Regions from separate parts of the Canis lupus genome. Here region 1 is linked to region 2. The links are chromatin contacts, called in public Hi-C maps. All regions are on one chromosome and are shown on one strand. Each heading gives the region's core, a stretch centred on a gene start, on an enhancer-like site or on the middle of the called end of the contact. The rest is flanking DNA. Distances are from core to core; before and after follow the strand shown. Region 1 holds the start of ZBTB16 (zinc finger and BTB domain-containing protein 16). Region 2 overlaps ZBTB16 (zinc finger and BTB domain-containing protein 16).

Region 1 (4,538 bases), core at 1,706-4,205, 96 kb after region 2:
CCCAAAAGGAGCCCTATTGGCTCCAGAGCCACAGATCTCACGCGGAAAGGGTTAACAGGGCTGCACGGTCGGGGCACTTCTGCTGCCCACACTGGGGTGGGGGCTGAGGCCACCCAGAGTGAAGCTGCCGCTGGTCCGCGCCGTCCGCCGCGCGTGCGCTTGCCGTCAGCCCGAGGGGCTGCGGGGAACGAGGAGGGGCCACAGAAGGAATGGAAGCCGGGCCCCCCGAAGTCCCTCCGCGGTGCGGGCGCCCTGGGTCCCGCGGGACACCCTCGGCTCACCCAGACACCCCCCTCGGCTGCAGCGCCCGGCCCCGCGGGCGGGGGGACGCCGGCGCCGACCCGCTCCGGCTCTGGGGATCGACCTCGCGCGCGCGCACCCCAGTCCCAGCCGCCCCCACGGAGACTTGGAAGCGAGTTCGGCAAACTTGGGGAAGCAACTTTTCCCGGGGAGCCAGACCGCAGGAAGAAAAGGAGCCGCGTTGGGCGAGAGGAGAAGCGAAGGGAGCCGGGCGCGAGGCAGAGTCCGGGCGGGCTGGACGCTGGGCGCGAGCGGGCGCGAGGAGGCGGACCCGCCCCGCGCCGGGGGAAGCACAAAAGCCCGACAGCGACTCGGGGAAGGAAAGGCGAGCAGGGAGCCGCCGGCCCTCCCTCGCCGGCCCAGGGCCGTGACCCCCGGCGGCCGCGGGCAGGCTGCCCGGCGCGGCACTGGGCGAGCGCCCCGGGGAGCGCGAGGGCACCGCTGCGGGCGCGTCCGTGCGCGCCAGGGGTCCGGGGGCGCCGCCGAGCGCACCTCGAGCGCGTGCGGGAGCCTTCGGGGGGCCGCGCGGGGAGCTGCGGGCGCCCGGCCTGGGGGACGCGTCCCGACGCATCAGGTGCAGAGCCCGGGCACCCCCGAGCGCCGCCCGGAGCGCACCGCCAGCGCCCGCGCCACGGCCGGCCCCGCCGAGAGCCCCGAAGACCCTCCGGAGCCCCGCCACGGCCGCCCCTCCCCCGCCCCGGAGACGGGTGGGGGTCAAGCCCCGTCCGGAGGAAAACAGACCCCACCACGTTTTTCAAAGAGAAAGCAAGCCCAAGTGGATCGGAGCCCCGCTCCCCTCCGCCCCCAGGTCCGCTCCTCGGAGCCCCGGATTCTAGCCTCGCCGCCGGCCGGCAAATAAACACAAACAGACCACAACCCTGCGCGCCCGCGCACGGGCCGCGTACCGGGGAGCGCCCGCCGGCTCCGGCTCCGGCTCGGGCTCGGGCTCCGGCTCGGGCTCGGGCTCCGGCTCCGGCTCCGGCTCCCGCCGCCCCGCCGCCCCGCGGGTACAAAGCCTCCGGCTCTCCGACCCTCCGCCCGCGCCCTCCGCGCCCGCGGGCCGCTCGGCCCCCACCTCCCGCCCTGGGGAGGCAGCTGCGCCCAAGCTGACAGCCGGGCCCCCCCGCAGCCGACCCCCAGCCCGCGGCGGCCGCAGCAGGAAGGGAACGAGCCGAGCGAGGCGCACAGCCCGCGGCCGAGCGGCCGGAGGGAGCGCGCCCCCCGACCTCGCCGGCCCCGGGGCGCCCCGGCGCGCGCCCCCGGCGAGCGGTGCGCCCCCGCCGGCCCTCACTCACCGCCGCCGAGCCGGGCGCCGCGGGTGGGTGTGCGCGCTCGGGGGCGTGTGCCGCGTCGGGGACGGCTGTTGCTGGGAACTGTTGCTCTCGTCTCACGGCGGCAGCGGCGGCAGCGCCCGGCAGTTCGCAGTACCCGCTCTCATCGCCCTCAACTCCTCTCTGCTGCGAGGTTAGCAAATCACCACCGGCTGCGGCGCCTCCGCCGCGTCCCACGTCAACGCCGAGCCCCCTCCCCTGCGAGGCCCCGGCGCCTCTCCATCTTTAGTGCTGGCGGCCGAGCCCGGCGCGCTGCCCACAGCGGCCCCCCTTCCCTCCCCCCTCCCGCGCCGTCCCCGGCCTCAGCCCGCCCACCCCACCCCACCCCCCCGGACTGGCCGAGCCCGCGCGCGCTCCCCGCCCCACCCTCCCCTCCCCTCCCTTCCCCTCCCCTCCCCTCCCCGCGCTCCGCGCTCCGGGCTTCGCCTGACATCTAGCTGCTGCTGGGGCGCCGGCGGCCGCGCTCACCGCTCACCGCTCACCGCTCACCGCTCACCGCCCGGGCGGAGAGGGAGGAGGGAGCTCGCGGAGAGCAGTGCCCGGGACTCGGGACCCTTGGGGGGGGGGGGGCAGCTCCCACCTTCCACCCCAGGCTTTTTTCCTTTCCTCCGGGCGCGGAGTTTCGTCCCCGGCTCCAGTGTTTGCCCCAATCCCGTGTGTGTCATCTCGCCTTTCACTTTGCTCCGGGCTCGGGGCCGCCTCCCCGGGACCGCGACATCGGTGGCCGGAGGTCCCTTCCGCGGCCCGAGCCCAGGCCTTCTGTGCCTCCAGGCGCCGGGCATCCGGATCGCGAGACGCCTCCGGGCGCGGTTCCCAGGCCCTGGGGAGCTGGTGCCGGAGGGCCACGGGGATCAGCCGCCCAAGGGAGACCCCTCCCCCGTGCTAGCTGCCGGGATCCCGGGAGGCCGAGAGCAACTTTTCTCTCCCCGGAGTCTTGAGCATCCCCTGGGCTCTGCTCCCTTCCTTGCCCTCCCACCCCTAACCCCACCCCACCCCACCCCACCCCACCCCGGGAACCTGGTTGGAGACGGATCCCGAGAACCGCGTCCTGCTCAGCGCAAAGCCTTCAGGGGGCGAGTGAAAGCTGGAAAAAGCTCCAGAGCCCCCAAAAGAGCCTCTTCCTCTCGGCGGGCCTCTCCACCCCAAGGGGAGGGGGGGGAGTTGAGATCACTAACCTCAGGGTAGAGAAGCCAGAGGAAACTACCCTTCCTCGGGCGGTGGGCAGCGGAGAGACCCCTTCTAACCCCCTTTCCCTGGAGCTTAGCGGAGGTAGGGCGCAGGCAGGAGGTGGAAGCTCTCTCTTGAACATCAGCCTTGGTGGCTGGCTAACGTCTGGGATCGTTGGGGTGAGCCTGGTGGTGGAGAGCGCCCTCCCTGGGTCTCCGGACAGTCAGCCCTGGAGGTCATGCGGTCTTAGCCTCGCAGGGGCTTCACTCAGGGAGACCTGAATCCCCACATTCTGTCCCTGACACACTGGTGAGTCAAAGATTTGCTCAGGACTCACATATAATCACGGTGTTTGTCTCCGGTACTGCCCCAGATCTAGAGTCAGGCCCCAAGAACTGTAGGGTCATGGAAGGTGGCAGACACCAACTAGAGGCAAAAATCTGCTTCTGGGCCCCGGAAGGCCAGAGTGCAAAGTGCTCAGGATCACAAGAACAGGCAAAGGGGGAATAGTCCCAGGGACAGGCAGCTCCATTCCTGCAAGCATGGTCCTGTCTCCCAGCGGGGAAAGGGCTTCAGCCTTCTGTTCAGAAGACAGAAGAGGGCAGAGAAGGACGCTTCAAAGTGGAGGGAGGGAGCCAATGACCCTCTGATAGCCCTGAACACAGCAACACCTAACACATCCCTGGAAGGAACAGTCTGGTCCCCGGGTATCAATTCTGATTAACAATAGAGAGCCAGGGCAGCCCGGGTGGCTCAGCAGTTTAGCTCAGCAGTTTAGCGCCGCCTTCAGCCCAGGGCATGATCCTGGAGACCGGGGATCGAGTCCCGCATCGGGCTCCCTGCATGGAGCCTGCTTCTCCCTCTGCCTGTGTCTCTGCCTCTCTCTGTGTGTCTCTCATGAATAAATAAATAAAATCTTAAAAAAAAAAAAAAAACAATAGAGAGCCAGCTCGGTTATGGACTGTTTACCTAGCTAAGGTCTATGCTATCTTCAAGAGGAAGGCATTTAAAGAAAGTTAAGAAAGCACTGGTTGGCCAGGAGAGCAGGAGGAGAGGGATAGAAGAAGAGAAGAAAGACTCTGCTAGAGCCTCAATGGGAAAGAAGAAACCATCTTTGAACTTGGTAGAGTCTCTGCCCGGAGATGGTGCCTGTGCGAAGGTTGCTGCCCTGCCATCCACATCCACCTACCAGCCCCTCCTAAGTGCAGAAGCAGGAGAAGCACACAATTAACCCTTGATCTTAATCTCCTATTAATCCTCAAATCAGAGAAAGAGAGAAGCCTTGGAAACAATGGGAGAACAGGAACAATCCCTCCATGGCCCTGGGCCCCCCCCCCCATGCCATATTCACTCGATGTGAAAATCTCCCCTTGCTTCATAAACCCTGCCCATTAAAAAGCCCAGCCCTTGTTAGTAAGTGTTAAAGAGAGATTAATGCCTGAATTTAAGAGGTGGAGAAGGTAACAAAAAGGAGGAAGGCAGGCGAGGCTGTGGGCTGAGAGCCAGCATTGGGCTCCAAGCGTTTCCACTTAGCGCTGAAGGCTGGCTGCACAGCAGTTTGATAAGGTTTATTGGGCCCAGATAAAGCAGCAGCAGCTCCCCCACCAAAACTGGCACCATTTATAGCCAGAGCTATGTCCTTGGGTCCCCCGAAAGGCTGATGAGAATCCCCAGTTCAGAGATTTCATATAACGGCACCTAAAAACAAGCAGGATGGAAAATTATAGGAGAAAACTCTCT
Region 2 (5,167 bases), core at 235-2,734:
AGTGTAAATTTAGTATTCCAGTCACTGAAAATAAAACCTCACATTGTCAGCCTCATACAGGCTGATTTCCTTGGATGGGGAAATGCAGAGGACAGGAAGACAACGTGAGAAAGTGGGAAGAGCCCAGAAGGAAGAACAAGCGAGAGCATTTTATCCTTTCATAAATAACCTCTCCGCAGATTCAATGTGGCCTGTTCTCCAAGCATCGAGAAACTCTTGTCTTGCCTCCTCCTTCACCCCACCCCTACCAGATTAGAAAAAAAAAAAAAAATTAATCGTGTATGATGACAAACTTGGCTCAGCACTCACTGTACACACTGTACCCACAAGGCTGGCGCCCAGCCAGGCCTGGCCCAGTGCCAGAACTACAATAACAAACACAGGCCATGCTAGCCAAGAGGGGGTGGGGGCAGCCAGCGCGCCGAGCAAGGAAGTGAGTGAGGAGCACCGTTCAGCTCCACCGAGCAGAAGAAAACAGCAGGAATGTGCCTGTCCTAGGCAGCGACATTTAGGGGAAGCCAGGGGCACCATGACCCGCACCCAGGTCCCAGAGTCCCTTCTCCATGGCCTGCTCCTTTAAAAAAAAAAAAAAAGAAAGAAAGAAAGAAAAAAAAAAGGTCCCCACAGTTCTGGAGGACCGATTGTTCTTCGAGGCTCTGCACTGCTGCTCCAACCCTTGGGTGACTGTCTGTAAAGTGGGTCGGCACCGTGGGCCATTCTTGCTGTGGGCTCCCAGCAGGGAGCCTTCCAGACCCAGCAGCCAGGCAATCCCGTGGCATCTCACCTACAGCTCCTCTGAAACATCGCACAGTTCTGTTATTGTGGGGCTGGGAGAGAAGTCAGATGGTGTAGAACCAATCCCTGCTTCTGCCACGGGCATCAGAGAGAAGGCCTAGACCGGGCACGGCCAGCCCTGAACCCCGATGCCCCCCCGGGGGCCTTCACCGCTTCTCAGGGGGTGTGAACAGCTCAGGAAGTGGTCTAGCCTCTCTAAGCCCTTGTTGCTATTTTCTGATCAAGAAGACATCCCGGCACAGGGGTGAGAGGCAGGCGGGATGAGAGAGAGACCCAGCAGAGAAGAGAAACAGCAGAGTCTTAAGAAGCCTATGAGTGATCTGCAAAGGCAGATTAAAGCACTATAATGACCCTCACACCTGCCCCGTCACCAAATCCTCCTTTCCAAGGGCACTGGCAAGTGCATTTCGGAAAGACAAGTCACTCGGCACAGCCAGACTGCAGTGTTGAGGAGGACAGGTATGGAAAAGAAAGCCCAGGGAGACGGGACCCAGCTGCCCAAGCTGGCACAGTACCCGGGGGACCCCCAAGTGGCATCTCAGCCAGGACGGGAGCACGTGGCCTCAGGTGGTGGCTGGTTCCAGAGCCATCTTGTCTCAACTGGGGAGCTCTGGGCCCACGGCAAGTGTGTAGGCAGTGCCCCCCTCTCTGCCGCTCCCATGTGGCACCACCAACGCAGCAGGAACTGGCTCACATGCTCAGCCACTACTGGCCGGCGGGCTCCTGGCTGCCCCCCATGAGCCCCTGGGGTACAGTCTCAACTGTTCCTATTGCAGGAGGAACCTGGTGGGAGACTGGAGTTCTCCTGGCTCGTTCCTAGTCCTCCTGGCTGCACTCATCCATCCAACCAGTATCTACCAACTACAACAACGTGTCAGGAAATGTGCTGTGTATAATGGGGACAGACCCCACCTCCCGTAGTTGACAGCCCACCAGAGGAATAAAAGGGGAGGGGAACTGTATTTACTGAGAGCAGATCACAGGTCAGGCCTAGTGCTAAGTGTCTGATGGGAGCCTCACAGCATTTCTGAGGGTCGAATGCTCCCATCTTACAGATGAGGATACTGAAAAGCTTACATTTCTTGCCCAGCATCTTGGTCAGGAGGTAGGTTTCCAAATTTCTCTCCCGGCCTCCCAAGTAGGGGGATAAGGCAAGTCCATAAATAACCAGAGGACAAAGAGGAAAGACTGTGCCCGGAGAGCTCCAGATAAAGACATACAAACACCTTAGAAGGCGGCATGACTGATCCTGGCTGAAGATGGGGACATGTGGAGGATGGCGTTGCATAAGGGATCTTAGTAGATCTGACAAGACTCAGGAAGGGTTATTCCAAGCTGAAGGAATGGGATGAACAAAGCCACAGAGCTCAGGAAGCAAGCTGTGTCAGTCTGCACACAGCACAGACCAACAAGTAGATGGGTCTGGCTAGAGTGCTGGACTCAAGGAACGGGTAAGGAGAAAGGATGCTCACTGGGCCAAGTTCCGGAGTGGGCAAGGAAGCTTTAACCACAGGCTGCAAAGTGCATTACCCGCATGGAAGTGTCCAGCACCACACAGTGAGAGACCACACAGGGGCCCGCAGCAGCGAGAGCCTAAAACGCAAGACCCACACTCTGCACTTGGGGGGTGGCCAAGCTGGCTGGCAGATAGCTTCCAAACTCCACACTGAACCCCAAATGACCTATAAGACTAGAGGGAAACAAAAAGATACGAGGTGAGTTTTTTTTTAAAAACTGAACAAAGGAAGCAGATGCCGGACACGGGGGCGTCTGGACTCAGAGGGCTCTGGGCCAGTGTGGGAGAGGTGGGCAGGATGAGGACAGTTCAGGGGAGCCAGGTGGGTGTGGGTGACCCTGCAAGGAGGAGGAACGGAACACACATCGATGTGGGGACAGAGTACACAAGCTGGGACAGCCAGCCACCTGGCGTGACACAATCCCTGGCCCTGGACCGGAGAAGGACAGAAAGCACAAAGGATTAGGGAACTTAAGGAGGAGCCATGGAGGCCCAGGAGAGGGCATTCCATGCCATGCACAGCCACGCAGGCTCTGGCTCTGCAGAAAGACTGTGGCAGGCCGAAGCATATAAAGCACCAAATAGCCTTTACACGACTGACTGGGAAATGGGAGGGCAGAGCACAAACAGCCAGCAGATAGAAGCTTCTGTGGCAAAGTGATGGGCACGTGCCCCAGGGTCACAGATCCAGAATTAGGGAAATGGAAAGCAAAGCAGAAGCAGTTAACGTTTACTAAACACCACCTGTATGCCAGGGCGGGTACTATAGATGCCCATCACATACATCATGTCACCAATTCTTTAAAAAAAAAAAAAAAAAAAACCTGATATGAGCTCGGCAACACCTGTACCTCATGGATGTAGAAAATGGGGTTCAGAAGACAGATCCACCCCAGGTCACAGAGCACATACTACAGACGAGGACTGAACACCTGCCAAACCCCAAAGCTCATGCTCAGCTCACAAATGCTGGAGGGGCTACATGCTAAAGGTAATGTGGGATGAGGAGTAGACATCAACACTTGACCAGAAGAAGAAGGCCTTCGCCACTTCCCCAAAATGGGTCTCCAAGGTTGAAAGGAAGGGCATCAGAAGGAGAAGAGGGATTGCCCTGGAAGGGAAGTCTACAGGCCTCTACAACTGCACCCAGGTGACCCCCTGGCCTCAAAGAAGCACCATCAGACCTGGCAATCCTTCCCTCCACCAAGAATCCCAGGGGTGCTGGCAGTTAGGTGCTTCTCCATTTCCCGTGTCTCACCGGGCAGAACAGCTTTGTCCCAACACAGGCAAAAGTTCCCATAGCCACACAGCTGACCCCACTAGAAATGGATAAAACTAACTTGCAAAAGACAGCACACTGGAACTCAGTCTGTGTTCTAGACTTTCTGTATCTATTGAATTAAGGACTTCTGTAGAATGTAAACCCAAGAGTCAGATTCCTTAGGCCAGGTGAACCAAATGCCACCACCACAGCCATGCTGACAAAACTGTTGTCTACTTTGGAAAGTCTATCACTCAAGTGCCCACAATGCCTCAGGAAACCCAAGAGTATGAGGACAAGGGTTTGTGTGGACAGTCATACCACCAGGACAGTCTGTGCTCCATGAACCTGTAGGGAGCATCCACAGGGCATAGTGGCCCAAAGGCACCAGCTGGCAGCGGGGACACCCCTGCTCTGAGCGGGGGGGAAGGTGGGCGGGAGGCAGTTGCTTGCACTCCAGCGGGCCAGTCAGGGCAGCATCACCTACCTGAATGAGCCAGTAAGTGCATCCTCAGTCGCAAACTATCCAGGAACCGCTTCCCGCAGAGCTCACACCCGTACGTCTTCATGCCACTGTGCAGCTTCCTGTAGGGAAAGAGAAGATAGGCTGTGGCTGCTCTGGCTGGATGCAAGGCAAGCCCACTTGTACCTGGGGGTCCTGCGGCCACCCTTGCAGTAGGGAGGGAGACGGATGGCATGGCTGCTGCAGGTGGGCATGGATGAGCCATCCCTACATGCTCACATGGCCCAAAGTGCGCCTCTCCTCCCATGGCCCGCTGCCAAGGAAGAGTCTTCTCCGGAGCTTGTCTAAGAGCTAAAGAACGGGACACTTCCTACTGCGTTACTCACTGGCACAGAGACCAGGGGGAAAAGGATCAGATCCAATTTCAAGGCAAGAAGGAAGCAGCAGCATGGACGGCACGGTCAGTCGGACATAGCGCTCACTGTTGAATTGGCACTGATCTCACATGGGGGCCGCCAGGCCTCTGCCTACCTTGGCCATGTCATGACTCGCTGAGCTGCAACTGTGCAGGTGTCCAGTTCCCCCAGGACGCCATCAGATTCAGGAGGGCTACACCCGCACCCTCCCTCTCTCCTAGCCCCGGCTCCTGCTGCGTGACTGGCACCACAGTAAGTTCTGAAGAAGCTCAGTAATGACTCACTGGCTCTATGGACATAAGTGCTTCTCTCTCAGGGCCTCCAGATGTTCTCAGGGATTCACTGTGCTGAGTGCCTAACATACATGCCCTTCCCTGAAATCCTAGCTTCATTCTTCCCCCTGTTTTTGGCCAGGGGTGGAGCCCCGGCAAAAGAAAGATTTCCAGAAACCACGTAGCATCACTCTATAAATGTCATTCTGGGCTTTGCAAGTACTTCCACACACCTGATCTCAGTTTACCAACACTGCAATTCTGTGACTTGGGCCTGACACGTAGGATCACATAGGAAGACAGAGGTCCCGGGAACAAGTGCCCACAGGCCCTTTCCTGCCAAGCCCCCGCCTTGCTCTGGTAGAGGACAGCAGTGGAACTGGAGAAGATCAGGGAAGCAGGCGGGCCAGCGGAGAGCCAAGGGCTGGGAAGAAGGTCTGTGCA

Evidence for each region. Hi-C and Micro-C count contacts between places; a contact is called where the count stands out from the background.
Region 1: a contact with region 2 is called in a Hi-C map of blood, with 2.3 times the contacts expected there. The contact joins the promoter of ZBTB16 here to the enhancer-like site in region 2. A contact is called at or near these places in 3 of 9 Hi-C or Micro-C datasets (amygdala, blood and liver).

What each region holds. Positions count from the first base shown.
Region 1 is chr5:19,302,208-19,306,745 of UU_Cfam_GSD_1.0, forward strand. ZBTB16 (zinc finger and BTB domain-containing protein 16) reads right to left here and starts at 2,956. Exons shown (of 7, transcript XM_038536116.1): 1 at 2,807-2,956.
Region 2 is chr5:19,207,462-19,212,628 of UU_Cfam_GSD_1.0, forward strand. ZBTB16 (zinc finger and BTB domain-containing protein 16) reads right to left here. Exons shown (of 7, transcript XM_038536116.1): 3 at 4,060-4,157. Among named protein-coding and RNA genes, the nearest start is that of ZBTB16, 95 kb to the right of the region's middle. Within about 2 kb of position 1,485, at least 8 of the 20 cell types and tissues checked have an H3K27ac peak or open chromatin away from gene starts, as enhancers often do. A contact at or near this core is called in blood, where this site is marked.